2 separate regions of the Gossypium arboreum genome follow, and region 1 is linked to region 2. The links are chromatin contacts, called in public Hi-C maps. All regions are on one chromosome and are shown on one strand. Each heading gives the region's core, a stretch centred on a gene start, on an enhancer-like site or on the middle of the called end of the contact. The rest is flanking DNA. Distances are from core to core; before and after follow the strand shown. Region 1 holds the start of LOC108472930 (aluminum-activated malate transporter 2-like). Region 2 holds the start of LOC108471412 (E3 ubiquitin-protein ligase PUB23-like).

The links. Hi-C and Micro-C count contacts between places; a contact is called where the count stands out from the background.
Region 1: a Hi-C map of leaf shows a contact between it and region 2, with 4 times the contacts expected there. The contact joins the promoter of LOC108472930 here to the promoter of LOC108471412 in region 2. A contact is called at or near these places in 2 of 5 Hi-C or Micro-C datasets (both in leaf).

Annotation. Positions count from the first base shown.
Region 1 is chr7:84,044,178-84,049,986 of ASM2569848v2, forward strand. LOC108472930 (aluminum-activated malate transporter 2-like) reads left to right here and starts at 1,796. Exons shown (of 7, transcript XM_017774495.2): 1 at 1,796-2,088; 2 at 2,250-2,591; 3 at 2,680-2,820; 4 at 2,922-3,194; 5 at 3,273-3,379; 6 at 3,500-3,643; 7 at 3,724-4,521. The coding sequence starts at 2,312. The coding sequence ends at 4,155.
Region 2 is chr7:83,846,892-83,853,553 of ASM2569848v2, forward strand. It overlaps LOC108471412 (E3 ubiquitin-protein ligase PUB23-like), which reads right to left and starts at 4,942. Exons shown (of 1, transcript XM_017773035.2): 1 at 3,208-4,942. The coding sequence starts at 4,774. The coding sequence ends at 3,557.

The DNA of each region.
Region 1 (5,809 bases), core at 546-3,045, 190 kb after region 2:
GGCCATCATTTTTGAATCTTGCTCTGGCCTTTTTTTTATTGTCTTGTACTCTTGTACTCTTGTCCTCTCTTTGCTATCTTTTGAATATGCGTTGTCCGGTAAAAGTATTAGAAAATTTTCTCTATATAGGAGTGAATTGTATTTTGATCCCTTTATTAAAAAATTTTAATAGAGAAGTTAATTTGTACATTTCAAAATGTATAAGAATTAATTTACCCATTTATTTAGTAGAGATTAAAATATAATCTATACCTAATTATAGGACTTTCTTAATACTTTTACCCGAGTTATTGTTATTTCAAAATATCATAATCATAAATTATTAAATATTTCAAATTTATATATTATATATAATACGTATTAAATATATTATATTAATAATTTTAATTTCTTTATATTTTTAATATTTTGATGCATCATACATGTTTCATACTTGTGTATTTGGACTCTTTAATTATTATACTTATGAGTGTGATACCACAACCACTTTCTTATTTACTTAAAATGTAAAGAACCCCATGTTTTTTTTTTTAAATTTAATATTTCGATGTTGAAATAATTTAAAATTAGGTAAATAGACCATTCAACTTTATAAAAAATTTATCTAAGTTTTTCATTTATTTTTTTAATTTTTTTAGCTTTTGAATTTTCATTGTTTTATCAACCACCTAAAATATATGAAAAAGTTAGTATTTTTTAACTTTGTTGATGTAACATACACATAGATTGTCACATGGACCACGTGGATGCTATGTCAGTAAGTAATTAATTTTTTAAATTTAAAATTTCAAAATTTGCAAAATTATTTTTAAAATAGAAATAATATAAAAATATTTTTAAATATTTTAATTTTAAAAAATTAATTGTAACGTGGTATGCATGTAGATTGCCACGTCAAAAAGTTAACAAACGTTGACTTTTTCATTCATTTTGGATGATTTGACAAACATACAAGTTCAATGGTTAAAAGAGGTGAAAATTTAAATAAAGAGTTAAAAAACTTTTTTGTAAGATTGAAGGGTCAAATAAATAATTATTCCTAAAAATTATAACTATATTTGTGATTAAGGAAATTATTTGGTACATCGATGGTGAAATATTCATACTTCATAAGTTAAGAGTTAACAAGTGTCCTATAAAGATATAGTAAAATATTAAAAAAACATATCAAAATTTTGAAACTACTTATAAAAAAAATTGTGTTGTAAATATTCGCACTCATAATTATGCATTATTTGTTGAAGAACCATCTTGATTTTGTCTTTTGAAAAATTGCACTAAGTTTGGAAAGGTGATGCATAAGTTATGTAATCATAGTTTAATATTAAACATCATAAATTATTAAATATGTCAATTTTATAAATAAATATATAATACGTGTTAAATACATCATATTAATGATTTTAATTGCTTTGTATTTATTTTTACATTGATTAGATGTATGATAGTTTTGTATTATTATTTTTTATGTAAAATGATGTTAATATATAGAATAGAATAACGTTTTCCTACCGTCAATTACGATGCAATGGAAATTGGAAAGGGCTCCAGATCTTAGCTATTTCTACTAACAATTCTGAACCCCATAGGTATAACAAAAAAGGCTATAAGCTTATCTAAAAAAAGACTGGTACGTTTATGTTGGAATGATATGATATGAATATAAATCCACAAAAATGTTAAAATTTATATAATATAAGTTATCAATTTATTAAAATTATATTTATATAATTATGAAATAAAATTATTTAAAATAGGACATAAAGTCTTAAGAATTCAAAACAAATACACACATTATCTTATCAAAGTACACTGTACGTGTAAATACCTAACAGCTTACCTCCTACCACCAGGAAAGTTGTAAAATAGCACACGCGGACCTTTAATAGAGTCGGCAGCTAGTAGGTTAGTGATCACTGCCCATAATATGAATATCTTTGTGTAATTTATCTATTGAACATTGGCCAGCTGTGTTACTACTATGGTGCAAGCAAATCATCGTTGAAAGACCCTGAAAGTACCGAATTGAGAGGAAAGGTTCCTGTCAGTGACGTCTCCAGCTGGGCAGCCAGTGATTGAACTTTCCAGGTACTTGGTTGTTCAAATTGACAACCTGAGATGCCAAACTCCGCGTTCCTTCCTTTATATTCATTTGTCTCTTTGTTACAATATCACGCTACTATGATTGATGCTTCTCTCTTTATAAACAGCTATAAATATATGATTGATGCTTCTCTCCTTAAAAACAGCTATAAATATACGACTCCACCTAGAGTTTCATTCATCAATATTGCTCCCCTTTGGTTTGACAATGGAAGCCAATGTAGTAGTAGAAGGGGGGTCGTCAAACAGTTGGTTGGCGTTGGTTAAGGACTCGATAGTGAAAATAAGAAGCAAGGTGGCTGAATTTCCAGGGAAAATGAAGAAAGTAGCAGAAGATGATCCTAGAAGAATTGTTCATTCGTTTAAAGTAGGATTAGCCATCACCCTCGTGTCACTCTTCTACTATTTTGATCATCTATATGTTGGCTTTGGCAGCTCAGCAATGTGGGCTGTTTTAACTGTCATTGTCGTCATTGAGTTCTCTGTAGGTAAGCCTCTAAAATGATCACATCACATGAATCAACTGAGTCTGGAAATTTACGTCCAAAACATGAAAGCTTGTTTGTTTTAATGTAGGAGCAACTCTTGGCAAAGGCTTAAACAGGGGATTGGCAACATTTTTAGCTGGAACACTGGGCTTTGGAGCTCACCACTTAGCTAACCTGCCTGGACGGGAACTTCAGCCTATATTACTGGGAATCTTTGTGTTCATTCTAGGTAAAACAACATGATCCAAAATAAAAAAACGCATATTTTGAACAAACATCAATTTATTTTATTATAACAAGTGAGGACTAATTCTGGGTTGATATATACAGCTGCAACAGTGTCGTTTATACGATTCTTTCCACGAATGAAGGTCAGATATGATTACGGGCTCCTTATATTCATGTTGACCTTTTGCTTGATATCTGTTTCTGGTTATCGTGATGAAGAGGTACTTGAAATGGCTCATAAAAGAGTATCCACTATTCTAATTGGTGGATTTACGGCTATTTTTGTCTGCATTTTCATCTGCCCCGTTTGGGCTGGCGAAGATCTTCATAATTTGGCTGCCAACAATCTTGAAAAGCTTGCAAGCTTCTTAGAAGGTACTTCCTTGTTTTAAGCATATAGGTACACAAATATTTCAACATAAAACTTGCATATTGATGCCATTTAATTTGCAGGTTTTGGGGATGAATACTTCCGAAAATCAAGCGAACCAGAGTCAAATAAAGCATCGTTACAAGCATATAAAAGCATACTCAATTCAAAGCAAAGCGAAGAATCTTTGGTGAGTAGGAGAACTAGCTGAAAAAAAAAAAAAAACAATTAGGAACCGACCAACATGATAAAAAAAATCGAGATGCAAGTGTCATACGATCTTACTTAAGGATTTTATTCTCGCTCGCAGGTTAATTTTGCTAGATGGGAACCCCCACATGGGCCGTTCAGATTTCGCCATCCTTGGAAACAATACCTGAAGATTGGAAGTCTCACTCGACAATGTGCTTACAGAATTGAAGCCCTTAATGGTTGCCTCAACTCTGATGTACAGGTACTATAACGTCAAACAAAGTCCATATCCAAAATGTTAAAAATCTGGTAATTTTTAACACTGGCATTAATCTTTTACAGGCCTCACCAGAAACCTGTCGAAATTTTCGAGAAGCATTCATCAAAGCAAGTTCAGAAACAGGGAAAGCTGTCAAGGGATTAGCATCAGCTATGAGAAAAATGACTCTACCAACAGGTGATTGTCCTCAAACCGCAAAATCGAAGAACGCCGCAGACAACCTTAAATCGTTGCTCAGAACAGGGTTGTGTGAAGGCATAGATATCGTAGAGATTCTAGAAGTTGCGACAGTAGCTTCATTGCTGCTTGATATTCTTGCTTGTACTGAAAAAATTTCAGAGTCGATTCATGAATTAGCCTCTCTAGCGCATTTCAAGAGATTGGAACCTGATGAAAAAGATGGGAATCCAGATTTAGATAAGCAGAAACAAGTGTGGCAAAGTTCTAATAGCATTGCTTCAAACCATCATCATCATATTATTACAATTGAGTAGCCATTAACTTGAGAGCAAACATGTGTGTGACTGAATTGAGTAAATTTTTAAAAGAAAAATTTATGGGCGGAGGGGAAAACTCGTTTGAGCTAAGTCTGGAGCATCATCCAACCATTTTTTAATGGAATCCGAATATTTTTGGACTGAAATTTCTACTTTTGAATAGAAAAGTTCTTATTAACTTCGCAACGCATTTTGCATCAAGTTAGTTCGAGTTTGGGAGCGTTTCAGTGAAGACCATCACCATGAATACTGGATTTTTGAGTTAAAAGATTTTAGAAGTCTCTTTAACTACCAGGCAAACACTTTAGATTTTGTATTACTTAAAAGTTTATTTAAGAGGTTAAATATTTATTTATTCATTAATTGAATCTTAAGACTTGTAAAATCAATTATTTAATTAATTTTAAGAGTTTTATTTACATAATTAGTACATACTAATTATAATTATTTATTTATTTTAAATTCTTGTAATTTGGCCTAGAAATAGCCACCTTTTCAAGTATTGAATAGAATTGAATAAAATTGAAGTTTTTTTTTTCTAAAGTACATTTTTTTAGAGTTGAATGATTTAGTTCTTGTTTATTTTTTAAGTTTATTACTTTCGAAGTCTTCTAAAGAGGGAAGCTTTCAATCTTTTAAGTTCTATTATTGACTTTTTTAAAAGTCTTTCTACAGGTTTTGTTGGGAGTTCATCCGATCATTGATGTTTTTAATTATAAGTTTCTTTTTTTATTTTTTAAGTTATCCAAATATCCATAGATTCCGTATCAACATATTAAAATAAAGTGAATAAAAAAATATAATAGTAAAAATAAAAATATCAAAATAAGTTGTTGTTTAGTTTAAAAGAAACTCTGGGAACTTGATGAATTCATTTTGGATATGATATGAAACAATTCAATTGTGTCAATAATGGATGTGACACTTTATATTGTTTCCCATAACAGCCCCCTCAAGATCTAGGTCATAGCATTTTCAAGTTTTAGAAGTTCTTTAACTGGATCATATCGAACAAGTCTTTGTAAATTTTGATAATTCACATGACCAAAATTTTGATGTCACACTTCTAAATCTTACACAATAGCTTTGTCGTAGATAATTTCATTTACAACTATGTAGAAGTTGTAAAAAGTTTTTTGCTTTTCTAATTACAACAGAGATTGTTTCATCAAATTACAACACAATGGCTTTTATTATATCTCACATGAAATCTTTGGTCACACAATTGACTTATGTTAATTAAGTTATCTTTCAATCCCTATACAAGAAATACATTTTTAAGATTAGAGAAACCTTCAATATTACATGTAACTTTTCTTGTTACTGTTTTTCTTCTCATCTTCAAAAGTTACTTTGCCTTCAAAACAAATTAAAACATCTTTCAAGTTGATCATACCACTAGTCAAGTGTCTAGAGTAGTCATTATCAAAATACCACAAGGCGTTAGTGGAAGCCTTTCTAACAGTATGTGAAATGATAAAACTTTTATGATCCTTCTTTCTTAACAAGTCTTTATGGTTGTTGTTGCATTGTGGCAAACCATGTGAGCACTTGAGGAGGACCATATCTGATTTTTCTCAAGCCTCCCAACATCTTGTAACATCTCAGTCTAATATGACCAGTAACTCTACATTAATTGAATTTGTCAAAG
Region 2 (6,662 bases), core at 3,692-6,191:
TACAGTTTCTCTTTAAACAAAAACTATTAAATATCCAAAAATAGGCGATAGCATGTGATTATATTATGTGTATAATCGTTCATTTCTTGTATGAATTCCGTCATTTCTGCTTCCAAAGAATGTAGATAACTGGTCTCGTGAAAAGTACATAATCATTTGATCTTTTCCCTATTAGCACTCATGTCCATTAATACATGGTTCCTCATTTAGACCGAGAAAGATGCAAGTGCGCATTAAAATAAGGGAAAACAATTAAAGCATCCACTTGCCAATCCTTCTTTGCATGGATTGGCGCATGTAAAATTGGTGACACGGCATCATTGCACATGCTATTGCTACTTGAGGCCTGTAAGTAAAATTTTCAATCACCACTTAAAAAATGTTACACACACTAAAACACAAAACAAAACTTAATGCTTCAAAAGCACTATTATGCGAAACAACTTGAGAACTGCAAAACTAAGGACCTAATTGGTGATATATTAGAAAGCAATTAGCATCTCATCAAGTTAGTAAAGAACTTCAAAATAGGCATAGCCCTTGCGCTTACACTCTAAGCTTCATTCCAAGCTCTTGAAGAAAAGAACAATATGACTTCGCAAATACTCCTCTCTTCCAAGGTCAATTCTGTCCTTCCTAGATGGAGAATGGTTCTCAATTACTTCTCGGCTGAAGTACTACTTGCGCGTAGATGAATGCAATTACTCTTGGTTCTCAAAATTTAACAAGTTTCAAAAACCCAAAAAAGGTTTAAGGAGGTTTTATTTAAAATAAACAATCCCTTTAAATCCAAGATAACTTTAAAAAAACAAGCTTTTGAAGTATCAAAAAACACCCATTAAGCTGATTTTATCCAAAAACAATAGAAAAAATTTAAAAAAAAACCCTTGAATCTCGTTTCTGAAAACACGTGGCTTTTGAAGAAAATCTTTTAATCTAAGATTGCTTTCAAACCAATGTCAATTACTGAAAACAAAAAACATACCCAAAAATCAATTTTTTTAAAAAAAAAAGATGATTGACAAAAAGGGATTCAGAGAACCGGAGATTAACAGAGAAAAACATAAAAAACCCAAGCATCAAAGATTCATATTTTTCAGTTTTCAAGTTCTTGAACAATTTAAGAAAAAAAAATCCCAAAAATTCAAATCAAACTTAAGCATCAAAGATCCATATTGTTCAGTTTTCAAGAAGCTTGAATCTTCCCCATGAAAGTTGATGCTTACCTAGAGACGACTTCGAGCGTTTTGAGCTTTCCTTCCCCTCAGCTCGATAGAACAATGAAAACTGAAAGTTTGGAAGAAAATGGTGAATGAATAACGTCCCCAAGTTTTTGCTAAATACAAGCTTGTAAACTTGTGATTTTTTTATGGGTACGACAAGGAAGAAAAAAAAATTAAGCTATTCCTTGTATTTGCTGAATAACCATTCCATGGGCTAAGCGCTGAATGACCATTCAGCATTTTCAAGGAATACTATCGGAATGAAGATTAGTATTCTGTGAACCAAACAATGAAATAGCTACCTTACTCAGAATAATCCCTGAATGGAATCACAATTCCATCCAAGCAAACATAGCGCTAAAGTTTGCTTCCATTACACAGTTTACCTGAAAACGTTAACACATTAAAAAATATCAGCTGCCTCCTTCAACCAATCAAAAGTTGCCACGTGGCACATTTTGGGTAAAAACACTTAAAATTACAAAAGAATCATAAATTTGTAAAAAATATAAAATATTTAAAATTTGAAAAAATAAAAAGATTATATAAAATCAGTAAAATTTTATAAATAAAATAAATTATTTTTAAAAATAAAAATTAAATTAAATTCAAAAAATAAACATGATATATTAAAATTCTCTGAATTATAAAAAATTATAAATCCAAAAAAAATTATAAAAAATTATATATCAAAAGCTTTCTCGACACTTCTCATCTACTTTATATTTTCTTTATTTTTCTTGGTTTGTCGTTTTTTTTCTTGATTTGGTGTTTTTTTAAGGTTGAGGCTTTGTGTCTGTTCTTTTTTTTTCATTTTTCTTTTTCTGGGTTTTCAATTTTCAACACTGACGAAAGTTGGTAGAAATTTTTATATTTTTATTGAAAAAATAAAACGCATTTAATACAGTATTCATCTGGCGAGTATTATTGCTTGCTTCAATTCTTTTTAACTTTTCTGGGTTTCGTAAAACATGAGAGAAAGTTTTGGGAAAATGATTATGGGTTTTGAGCCATAAGTTTTGCTAATTTTTTTATATTTTAAAATTTTAAATGAATTTTTAGATTTTTATATACTTTTCGAAATTTTCATAAATTTTATATACTTTTTTATATTTTTAATTTTAAAATTTAAATTTTTTTACATTATATATATTTTTATGAATTTTACATTTCTAGCAATATATTTTTTTAAAATTTTATGATTTTTTGTTAATTTTAAGTTTTACCGAAATGCGCCTCGTGGCGTCTTTCGACTGGCTAGAAGAGGCGGCCGGTTTACAGTGTTAACTTTTGGGGGTAAACCGTGTAAAGGAAACAAACTTTCAGTCCTGAAATACTTTAGGGGCAATTTGCTCAATAAGCCTATTTTGTATTTAATTGTTTGCCAATTGCTTTATTTTACTTTGTTTTATTTATATTTTAATTATTTTAAAAACTAAAATAAATTTAACATTTTAAAATATATTAATGCTTAATTTTCAATATTAACAAAAAAAAATGAAATGAATATATTGATGAATGTATTAAATTAATTTCTATATTATTAAATGAAGTAATTTAGTGGGGAGAATTTTAAAAAGCCTTTTTAATTTAATGACTTGAATATTTTAAGATAAAAATTATATGGATTTTAAAGCATTGAGTTGGAAATTTTACCATCAGACTAATCCCAAAACCCGTAGAATCTGAAAGCTCAAATTTGAGAAAATACCCAAATTCAATCTATTTTCCTATTTACTGCATTCATTAAAATAATTCAATGTCTGTTAGGGACTAATTTAATATAATTATAAAACAAGGAAATGATAAACACCCAATTTTGCCCTGCACCACTCCAACTTGAAAAACACCACGTTTTATTTGTTTTCCTTTCCAAAGTCATTTTCCAGCAATTAACCTTTGATTGCGGAAATTCCCTACCAAATTTCATCTCATCAAACTCACTTTTTACCTTCTTCCACTCCCCCGTGTGTTTCACGTGGTCTTTTTTTTTTAATTTAATTTAATTTTAATGAAACTTCTTTATAAACAAAAAAATTATAAAATCACCGACAAAAGCAGACTAGTAATAACAATAAATTTATAATTTTATTGAAAAATGCTCCTTTAGCATTCTCTTTTGTTCATCTTTTAAATTATTACAATAATAAAGGTCCATGAGTAACCAAATATCGAATTGATATTTTCCAAGGCAACTATTCTCACTAAAACACAACCAAATATCATAAATTTTCCTATAAACATTTAAAAGGCAATGGTATTTGATTATTGATCACTCTTTATCATAATCTTTCAACTTAAAACTGAACTACTTAATAAATTTGTGACCGGGGTTACCTTTGGTACCTGGTTAACAGATAAACAGCAATACAGGGAGAACCATTCCATAAGGTGGAGTGTAATCTAAGGATTCCCCTGGCTTTCTCTTTGACATATGCGGCACAATCTGCTTGCATTACCATGCAAAGCTTTGTTACTGCCCCAACCTTCAACATCTCTACAAGTACATGATTTGTTGCAGCATATTTGGAGATTGATTTAAGTATTTGAACAGCTCGATCATCTGTCGCCGGAGAGACTCTTAGGATCCTTTTAGCCACCATGGCTATGCTCCCGGCGTGGCCTAGAAATTGAGCTCTTCCATCGGCACATGAACAGAGATGTGCCAAGAGATTGATGATCAGTTCCGTGACATGCTTTTCGGGTTTCTCCAGCTCAAATTCGATGAGCTCGAAAATCACATTGGCTTCCATCATTTTGGCTTTGTTTCTTCCCCAAAGACATGTTTGGATCAAGATGTGCAAGGCGGATTTGGTAGCTTGTTGAGAGGTTTTGGATTTCAGTACCCGTAACATTTGTTTGAAGAATTCGGGTTTCAACTTCTCCAACAACCTTGAATTAGTGACTTCAATCACCCTTTTCAAGATTACCATTACATGAGTCCTGACAATAACAGGATTCTCAGTCTCACACAAAAGAATCCATGTCAAACAGTCTATGAAATCGCAATTTTGATTTACAAGAGCCTTGATTTCACTACATGGTGTCCAAATAAGATGCAGAATCCTCAAAGCTTGTTCAAGACAGCTAATTTTACCTTGTCTGTGACATGTGATTAATAACAAAATCACAGCCTTCGGGACACCTGCTTCCTCCAGACATTTCCGGTTCCTCTCATTGTCCTTGGCAAGGACTTCCATTTTCTTCAAAGCGTTCATATAAAAACTAGGGACCCCAAAGTCACGAATGAGTTTAACAACACGGCTCTTGCTGACAGGAGTTTTGGGTGTGGGAACTAAATCCATGCCATTACTTGCATTTGCTGCAGACCATGCCTGAATCAGCCGCCACAGCGTGTGGTTGGGTGTTAAATCAGAATCCGATGGCAAAGCCTGCTTGGTAACGGGGCAGGTCGTGTCCTTTGAAGTCTTCAACCATTGCTCTATGCTTTCCCTGTCGTAAGTGATGCCTGTAACCGCTGTAACAGGGTCCTTCATGATTTGCAGTGATATTGGACAGATGAAATATTGAGGTATTTCTATTTCATCCATTGATTAGCTCAAATTCTAAGATGCTGAAAATTGCCGAGTTTGCTTAAGAAATACAGAGATGTATACAAAACTGATTAGTCAGGCCACAATGATATGAAAAAGAGACTTACATATGTACATATTTAATTGCGATGGATTGGAAGACTAAAACATTTAGACAAATAATTTGTAAGCAAAGGAGAATTCCGAGTATTCTTAAATGTGTTCTAATTTGTGTACTTGGGTTTAATTAATGTAGCATGCAACAAAGTTTAGAATTTCAATTCTAATATTTTACTACAAAGAACAAATGTTTTGTTACACGTATAGTATTTACAACCCTAAAAAACCAAAACTAATGTTTTATCTATATTCAGCTGGTTCTACTATTTTCTTGTTTTACCGGTCATAGATTCGCGTGTGAGGGCTTCAATGGTCAAAGCAAGAGGAATAATACAAATCACATTGGTTAGAAGTTTCTTGGGGCTGGTAATTGACCACCACCAGTTGGCAATGGTTTATTGGTCAGGCTGTATGCTTCACGCTAAGAAAAGGCAATGGTGGTCCTGGCCTGCCCCATAAAAACTCCTAGATGCCGGGTGTATGAGTAGTAAACTATGGATTATTATGCTTTTAAAAATTCAATTCAAAGTAGGTAAGATCAGGGCAAAATTTGTAGGCCGCACAACTTGGGGCAATGGGACTTTTGAGGAAAAGAGAAAATACCAAACCAAAACCATATATAATAACGTCTTGATAATGTAATTAGATAATAATAATAATAAAAGGTTAATTAGGTCATATATCATTTTATTAAAAATTAAAAGACTATAAATATAAATAAATTTTTAAATGGAATAATGTTATTTGATTCAGTTATATAAACAGATATTATTAATACATAAAATGTAAATTATATATTCTTTTCTAAAATAAGAAAGGATACTCTTAAGTATTAGACTCCCATAACATCATTAGTGACCTTATTCCACACACTCAAAGATTTGCAGTGTGATACTCTTGGTTTTTGAACATTATAAGAACCTCGGTTTGCTCTCTGTCTGATTCAATGTTCAGACAAATGGTCAGACATGTGTTCAAACAATAGCTACTCAAACAAATATTTGAACACAAGTTCGAACAGAACACAAGTATTAATTAAATAAGAGGAAGGGAGAAATAAATACAAGAGATTTGTTAATGCAATCTAGATTCACAAGTCTACTCTACAGGGCTTCACTTACTGAATGGTTCTTATTCAACAATCTTCCGGATCACGTATTAATTAAAGCCCAATCTACCATTATACAAAAAAGTAATTGTAGCCCCAATAATGAACCCAATTATTACAAGTCACTCAACCCAAATGATTTTACAATGCAATTAGTAAAATTATCCAATAACAAGCTTAACACAAGAGTCCAAAATACCAAGTAAATGATACACAAATAGCTCGCCAAAACAACTAAAAAAAGGCACTCTCATATGAACAGCACAACAACCACCAAATTGCTCGCCAAAATCTATAGCTTCGCCAAGTAGTTTTGATAAGATAAAACCCTTAATTATAATCTAAATATATTTTTCCAATAATTATCGCAAAACAAAACCTTATCAACCAAGTAAAAACAATTGATAAATCACCAAATAAATAACTTGAAGAATAAGTGTAAGTCTTATGGGATAAGATCTCATAGTCCCTTCAATCATCCAAATTTGACCACTATCGTTTGGGATGAAATAAAACACATTCACAGACTCTTTTGCTTATGGAGAAAACACTTGTGAAGGCCCAAGTAAAAAAGCCAACATTTCACATAAGTTGTCCCAAGGTCTTGTCTAAACAGTTGCCTAAATAATTGTTTAAACATGCAGTGTTCAAACAAGTGTTTGAAAAAGAGTCAATTTA